2 separate regions of the Mus musculus genome follow, and region 1 is linked to region 2. Evidence: chromatin contacts called from public HiChIP or PLAC-seq data. All regions are on one chromosome and are shown on one strand. The core of a region is the stretch at or near the end of the contact, and the rest is flanking DNA. Distances in the headings are between cores, read along the strand shown. Region 1 holds the start of Atg4b (autophagy related 4B, cysteine peptidase). Region 2 overlaps Ano7 (anoctamin 7).

The links. HiChIP or PLAC-seq counts read pairs in DNA pulled down with a chosen protein or histone mark.
Region 1: a contact with region 2 is called in an H3K27ac HiChIP or PLAC-seq map of microglia, with 7 times the contacts expected there. The contact joins the promoter of Atg4b here to the enhancer-like site in region 2. A contact is called at or near these places in 15 of 39 promoter capture datasets (the 3T3-L1 cell line, the C10 cell line, the HPC-7 cell line and 9 more), 7 of 115 datasets of contacts at active chromatin or transcription factors (the 230-238 cell line, embryonic stem cells, large pre-B cells and 2 more) and 2 of 9 other capture datasets (adipose tissue and liver).

Annotation. Positions count from the first base shown.
Region 1 is chr1:93,753,538-93,757,647 of GRCm38.p6, reverse strand. Atg4b (autophagy related 4B, cysteine peptidase) reads right to left here and starts at 2,743. Exons shown (of 13, transcript NM_174874.4): 1 at 2,594-2,743. The coding sequence starts at 2,603. It overlaps Thap4 (THAP domain containing 4), which reads left to right and starts at 2,810. Exons shown (of 6, transcript NM_025920.3): 1 at 2,810-3,191. The coding sequence starts at 3,115.
Region 2 is chr1:93,400,277-93,404,152 of GRCm38.p6, reverse strand. It overlaps Ano7 (anoctamin 7), which reads right to left. Exons shown (of 24, transcript NM_207031.2): 19 at 3,579-3,709; 20 at 2,517-2,722; 21 at 2,250-2,392; 22 at 1,926-2,016; 23 at 1,393-1,512; 24 at 1-1,203. The coding sequence ends at 1,129. Among named protein-coding and RNA genes, the nearest start is that of Ano7, 28 kb to the right of the region's middle. Within about 2 kb of position 2,337, at least 43 of the 459 cell types and tissues checked have an H3K27ac peak or open chromatin away from gene starts, as enhancers often do. A contact at or near this core is called in microglia, where this site is marked.

The DNA of each region.
Region 1 (4,110 bases), core at 1,494-3,993, 350 kb before region 2:
TGAAGAAGAAAGGGGAAAGGGAAATATGATGTGATTATGTTTTAATCTCAAAAGATAAATACAAATTATATAAGAAAAATGTTGGGTTTTTAAAAAATCCCATAGCAAGTCTGTTAAATTTCACATACTCATCTCAAAACCTCCCAAGGAGTCCTACTCAGAATAAACTTGTGAGTCCTCACAGTGACCCAGCAAGGATTCATGACTGAACCTAAATCATCTTTCACCATCTTTGGTGAAACTTAAACAACAACAACAAAAACCTAAACTGGGTGTGGGAGGAGGGAGGTAGCACATGACTTTAATCTCAGCACTCTGGGGCAGGGCAAGCAGATCTCTGAGTTCAAGGCCAGCCTGACCTACAGAGTGAGTTCTAAGACAGCCAGAGCTGCACAGAAACCCATCTCCAAAACCAACCAACAGTGTAGGCACATGTCTGCATGTGGGCATGTGAGTGTGGTGCCCTAGGCACTGGGTCCCCTGGACTAGAGTCCCGGGGATTATGGGCTACCTAACATAGGTACTAGGAACTGAACTGGTCTTCTAGAAGACCAGTAAGTTAGTTCTCTAACCACTGAACCATCTCTCCAGTCCTCCAGCTCACTGAACTCCTGGGGCATGAACCTCCATGCCACTTTGTTTTTGGTTTAGTTTTTGGTTTAGTCTCGACAAGAATGTACTTTCACAGAGCATGGGGTAGGTGTACTTAAGATGGGATGGAGGGGAGTAGGGGAAGGGGAAAATAATGAATTATCCAAAAAAACCTTTAAATATGCTTCCAAAGTGAGATTTGTTTTTGTCCATCCTGCTACAGTTCCAGTCACCTATAACCTAGCCCACATCACTCTCCCATATAAGCACCATCCAGGCCTATATACTTCTGGTCTCCTGTAGAGAATGTCAGGGGCCTCAGACAGCATTTCTTTTCCTTTGTCCATTTTTCTAGTCCAATGTCTAGATTGAAACTCCTGATACCCAATAACAAATGTAGTTTATAAAAAGATCAAGGTAGGTAGGGCAGGATGGCTCACACTTTTTAAGTCCAGCACTTCAAGGCCAGCCTGATCTACATCCTGAGTTCTAGTACAGTGAGGGTTTTGTGGAGAGATACTGCTGAGAGAGAAAGAGAGAGAAAACACACAAACACAGCACACACAATTATAAGAATAACCAGAAGCAACATTACAAGGGTGGTGGGAGATCAGAAGGTAGATCATAAAATGCCACCCAGAATTATATCAGGAGAAAAATTGCACCATCATACTGTATTTAAAAAAAAGTGTTTTATCACCATTAACACAAGTCTTCAAACACAGATGTCTTTTGAGTTTGATCTCACAGCAGCATTAAACACCCACTTAATTTCAGCATTGGGGATGTACAAGCAAGCAGATATATTTCTGTGAGTCTTGGGTCAGCATGGTCTACATATTAGACAAGACTAAACAGTGAGGCCTTGTCTTTAAAAAAAAAAGTGGGGGAGAGGATAATTAAGTAATTCAATGTATTATCCCATTCCACACCTCCAAGAGGCACTGTGGTGTGACAGCTTCAGTTATTCATTCTAAAAAAAAAAAAAAAATGAATTATCTTAAAAAAATATACACCTGGCTCATGCATCTTGGGGAGTCAACGTTCCTGCTTCCTCCAGCTACGGATGCCATAAACTGCTGAAATGTGTATTAACTGTAGGCATTACTCCCAAGTAAGAGCCGACTACTTCTCTAACACAGCTGTCAGAAGAAAACCATCAAAAGCAACGCCATTCAAGAAAAGTACAATGAAATCAGGTAGCAGGACTCCTTCACAAAGGAGTGGATTCTTGAAGGCAGGTCGCTCTTAAATTAAAAAAAGGAAAAAAGAAAAAGAAAACCAAAAAAAAAAAAAAAAACCCGCTAACGCTGCTGAGGGAATGAGAGAACCTCTGTTGGGGGTGGGGTGGGGTGGAATGGGGTGGGGTGGGTATTTTTAGGGCTATTAGCAAACAACTTATTTGATAGATTTGCATCTCCAAGACTTCTGGCCAACATAAACAAAGAACCGCACTCTCCAGCTTCAGAAGCAAGAGTCAGTTAAAAACAAACAAACAAACAAACAAACAAAACCCACCCACACTTAACCCAGTATTAGGACCTCAAGAAGTCAAAGTAGCATGTGACTGATCCGCTGTCAGAACAGGAGCGGGGCTCACCTACACAGGTTATTGAACTTCAAAGACAAAAGATGTGCATGTTGTGGTAGCTGGACCAGCGGCCAACAACTTGACAGAAGTTAAAGAGGTCGGCTCTTCAATGGACACCGCAAGGCCCACCCTCGCGGCGCACCGGTCCTCTCCGGGCACCAGGGTGCCCGCGTCCTGATGCGTCCCTCAGACTCCCTGCCCTCACGCCCGCAGCCGCGAGCCCACAGGCTGGGACGCTCCCCGAGGGCCGCGGCCGAGCGCCGGAGGCCGAGGCGCTGACGAGTGGCCCCGCGAACCCGGTACTGAGCGCTGCGGGGAGGCGCGGCCCGCCCAGCCCAACACACCGGCCTCCGCCCCAGCGGGCGGCCACGGGAGCCCGCCCGCGACAGGGCAGGCGTCCGCCCTCCTTACCTGCGTCCATCTTCCCTGTCCGGCTGCCGACTGACCGTGCCGTCGCTCCGACGGACTACTGCGCGACACGGCGACGGGAAGCCGCGGCAGCCAAGCGCGGCGCAGCGGAAGCGCGGGCGTCGCCATCTCGCCGTACGGCGGTGGGCACGCGGGGGGTGGGGCCTCGGCGCGTGTGGTTCCTAACCGGACGCGGCCGCCCCGCCCCCGGCCCGCGCCGCCGCTTCGGAACACCCGGGAGCCGGCCCGAGCTGCGCTCCTCCGGCGCCGCCATCTTTCCGTACAGACAGCCACCCGCGCATGTCTCGGTACGGACTCACCGCCCGCTGCGGCCGCGACGCCGGCGCCGTGGCCGGGCAGTCCGAGCGCAGCGTGGTGCGGGCGGCAGCGCGCAGCCATCTTGCCGTACGGCTCGGCCGCGGCCCACGTCCCGAGCTGTGTCGCCGCGCTCCCTCGGGGCGGGTCGGGCCAGCGGGCGGGCGGCAAGGATCGGAGCCTGGCGGCGCTCACGACCGAGGCCCGCAATGGTGATCTGCTGCGCGGCCGTGAACTGTTCCAACAGGCAGGGCAAGGGCGAGAAACGCGCTGTCTCCTTCCACAGGTACGCGGCCCGCCTCCGGGTCCGCCACGCCCCCGCCCTGGCCGGGGCCCGCGGGGAAACTGAGGCCGCGCGGCGGGCCGAGCTCCGGGGACCGGGAGTGGGGGGCCGGCTAACCGAGGGTAACTGTGGGAGGTGGACGGGTCGTGGAGCTTTATGACCTTGGCTTGGACCGCCGGCTTTGGGGACCAGCACGGCCATGCCTCGGGCAGAGCGGCCGGAGGCCCCCTCCGCCACCTCCACCAACGGGCGTCGCACTGATTTGGGCTGGCCCTGCCAATTTCAGGAGTATTCTGCAAGGGCGCCTTCTCAGGTTAATCCTGATCTTTGCTTTCGGGCAGTTCTCCACTCTTGCCTCGGCGGGGCAAGCCCGCCCGGAGGTGTGTGGCAGGAGTGCGGCCCGGCGCACGCAGCTCTACTTCCTGCATCCATAGCCCTCATCGCCTTCCTATGGGGTCCTGCGGCCCAGGCACTGGCACCGATCACCTCCCGCATCCTGCACTCTGGCAGAGGCCCGGGGGATGACCGTGGAAAGGGCTTTCCAGGGGGTTCTCGGTGGCCCTTGTGCGGGCCGCGCCTTCCAAAGGCTTTCGAGACTCCCTCAGTTGGTCCTCTCCTGTGATTTCCAACAGGAGTGAACAGCGAGCGAAGGGACTCTGCCTTGGAAGTCACTTCGCACATCCTGCCACCTCTTAGTACTTGGTGTTAAAATTTAAAGATGGGAATGGCACGTATCTGTTGAAAGTTCACAGGGTTACATTAAGTCTCCAGTCCTTAAGACCTGGTTCAAAACAAAACCTAGTAACGTTAAACAATCTTACAAGTCAACCAGAATGTTTCCGTAACAATTTCACATAGAACATGCCCCAGAAGTTTTGTTAACAGTTGAAAATGAGGCAGTGTTGCAAGGACTGATGTTGGC
Region 2 (3,876 bases), core at 1,088-3,587:
GTTGTACCCAGTTTGAGAAGCAATTGTATCTAAACACCGGGGAGGCGGGGGTGGGGGGATAGACCTACTAGGTATTACAGGAATCTTTTTTCTGTTTGCACTATTAGGGGTAAAACTTCGTTCCACAGCCTTCCCCCTTCAGAGCTTCCTGTGTGCTGAGTTTCTGGCCCGGTACTGGAAGGTACACAGGAGGCAAAGGGGATACTGCAGAGGCCTTTGATCTGTCAGGATAAAGAGGCCATGATAGGAAAGAATTCATAGATAGGCCTTGGGTAGTTAGGTATGAAAGTAAGGGGTACAAGGGGTAAGCAAACTTCCCAGGGCTGTGGCCTGGGCCATGGTATCATGTCTAAGAGCCAGGTGTGCCTGATAATGACCATGTGAGGTAAGGTAGTGGATCTGGAGGGGTGATCTGACCCTATAATACCACAGGAATGCTGCAAGAGGACCGAGCAAAGCCCTGGGAAGGCAGGGACCCCAGCGTTTAACCTTTCAATTGGCAGAAGAGTTATGCCATGGTAGGGGATGGGGGATGGGGACCATATGTCAACTGTGAAGCCACTTCCTCATATCTTAAGATTCAGGAAGGCATCGTATACAGAGGACCCTCAGCCTTTGGTTTAGGGATAGGAACATCGCTAGTGATATTAGGGACAGAATAGGTGAAGCAAAGGAAGAACAAAATACTTTGAGTACAATGGTCAGCAAAACAGCCACAGAAGCAGGGATTTCAGACAGACCTTTTGCCTTGAGAGGGGTGTGGACATCGGGAGGGGAATGAGACACAAGTTATTGGCTCATGGGACTTAGGAATGGCAGTAGGGGATAGCCCCTAAGGCCAGCAGATAACTCTCTAAACACTGCTCCAAATGGGTAGTCCTAAGGAACATGTAGCAGGGGTAGTGACTGAGCACAGGACTGTGGCAGCCAAGGGTCATGGTTATTCTAAACCAAGGGTGGAGATGGTTGAGCTGGGGCCAGGATCATGGTCTCCAAAAGACACACAATAGTGAACTGTCTCCTGACACATCTTCAACAGTCTTCCAGGCAAGTGTGTCAGCCTCCGGTAACCCCTACTGTGACCTCAGAGAAGGAAAGGGAGGTGGTCACCATTCCAAAGAGTCTCCCTTAGGCTGGAAGACCCAGGCTGGGCTCTGAACTTGGAGGTTGGTCATCCTTCACTCCTGTTGCTCCAAGGAGAGCCTGTCTCAAAGCAAGTGAATTGTCAGCTTGACTATGGAAGTAACTGTAAACAGCCCCTCAGTCCTTCACCAGCTTGGTAGACGTGCTGCTAGGACAGACTAGGCAGAAATGAAGGCTCATGCTTTAGTCATGAGACCTGAGTGTGCAGGACAGGGCTGTAAGGCCAACAGGTTGGGCTTGGGTGCTCACCTCGTTCTCAGCCAGTGCTTGTTTAGCTAAATAGTATTCCCGCTTCACCTTGATCTCCACGGATTCTGGGATGTCAGGAACCAAGAGATCCAGAACACGGCCAATGGAGAACACCACATGCTGGGGATAGAAGCCCCACCCCCAACCTCATAAAACAAAAGCCCAAACTAGCCTTCAGGGGACCCAGTAGGCTGCCCAGGTGGGTGGAACTGGAGTTACAGGGCAGGAGAGGAAATGAAAGAGCAGAGACCTGGATCAGAGACCAGCCAGCCCTTCCAAGTTCCCCACAGCACCTTCCAATCTGCAAAGCATTCAATGGCTAGTCCGTGAGCCAGGCACAGAGACCAGCAAGGGAAAGGAAGACACAGATTTGATTTAGATGGAAAACAGAATGGGAGTTCTGTTGGTCATACTGACCCTTGCCATGCCACAGGTTTAGGTTAGGCAAAGCAAGTAGGGGCATCATCACGTTAAGTACAGGGGCCAGCAAGGGGATGGAAGTCACTGGAGGAGCTTTCAGATGCCTTGGATACCTCAAATACGATGACAAAGGCCAGGCGGATGGCCAGGAGAGTCCAGTAAGTCGGAGAATAGTGTCCATCATCATCCCGGAAAGCCCGGTACCTGCAGGAGACACAGGCCTCTGTAGCTCCCTAGGGTTGAGCTGGCAAGTGGGCCATCTAGACTCAGTCTTCCCGTTTCCTCCACTCTGCCTCTTTGGTGCTGAACATACTTGAGAGACCGTGTTGAAAGCCAAACAACAAAAACCTATTTCCCTGGGGGAGTGGGGAGGGCGCGGGTGGAAGGTATGAGTCAATAGAATAAAAGGCAAAACTCACCCTCTGACTCTGGCTCACCTGCAAGTGCGGTTGTGTGCGGAGGTGAAAGTGGGCGGTGCTCGTGCCAGCGTGAAATTGAGGAAGCCATGCAGGTCAGGGGCGTGCGTCCAGCTGTAGTAGACACGTGGCAGGAAGTCGGAGGAGAAGGCCAGCAGGAAGGCCTGTGGGCGCAGGGTCAGAGCGATGTCACCACCGTCACCACCATCACCACCACCACCACCACCACCACCACCACCACCCTCACCCTGCACCCAGCACCACCCAGCAGGCGAGCCGGGCACTCACATTGCTGATGACCGCGAGGTGTGTGAGGCCCGTTAGGATGTGGAACCAGATGCCGATGTCCTGGGCGCGCTCCGCCACTGGGCGCCGATACTCGCACACGAACTTGCGCGCATCTAGGCGGATCTCCACCCAGTTGTTGAGTAGGGCAAAAAGCGGCGCCAGCGGGCAGGCAGCTACGAAGATGGTGACGAATCCAAACTGCAGCACTGCAAAGCAGGAGCTGGTAAAACTCTCAGACCACAGGTGGCAGGAGGTGGGGGGATGGGGGATGGAGAAGGAACTCCCAGCTTGCCCACCAGGGTATCGGGCAGTTCATTTCAATCCATTTCTTCCCCTCATGCTGTATTCAGCGCAAGAGCCACTGACTACCCCCTGGGCTTGGGAGCCTTGGTGGGCACTGCTCTAATCTCCTTGGCCACCCAGTACACCTGAAGTCAGGGACTCTTAATGACAGGAAGGAGAGCAAAACCTGCTTCTGGATTAAAAACTGTTGTCCCCATTTATCCCCAGGATCTTCTATAAAATTTCTAGGGAGTTCCTTGGCCATTGTGCAGGGCGTGAGGATACATACTATCACCCTGGAAGCTGCCCTACCTTTTTTTATCCACAGAGTGAGTCTGCAACAGTTACTGGTTATGCTTTTGGTTGCTGGGTTCTGCTGAGACACTGCTAAGTTATGACTGTGCCAGATCTCCCTGTGTTAGTCAGACAAAACCCTGCCCTCAAAACTATCTCATCCTTCAAGCCCTGAGTATGGGCCACCACTTTGGCTGGCGATTTAACTGAAGAAACCACTGGAGAAAATCCAGGCTGGCATGGCCCAGGTGTGCCTGCCCTCACAACCTGGAGAGCCTTGCTTGGCCCTGTCCCTGGACTTGATTTCCCTAATGCACAGCCTCAGCTCCCAAGCCTCCCCAAGTCTTCCCACCCACCCTGGCTCGGTTGCCACCCCATCTCTTCTCAGGATATCTGCAAGCCTAACTCACACCCACATACACCCCCAATGGCACATTGCATTTCAGGGTAGGCCAGGGCCAGAGTGGCTGCAATGGCAGATCTCACCCATTTCAAGGTATTCGTGAAACAGCCCCTCACAAGGCAGCAACTCATAGTCGGCCTCCCAAGGTGCTGGGTGGGTCCCCGTGCCAGCCTTCTTGCCCCTGGAGAACTTCTGCCAGCAGCCTTTCAGCTTTCTGCAGATAGAAAGTGGGGGGAAATGGCATGGCCGCTCCATCTAGCTAACACTTAAGCTAGTCTGAGAGAACGTGCACCTTGGATGCTCTTGTTCTCTGGGGCCAGGTTGGGCAGGGCAAGGGGCTGTAGTTGTTACAGGTCAAAACCCTCCAAGGCTGGGCTGGAG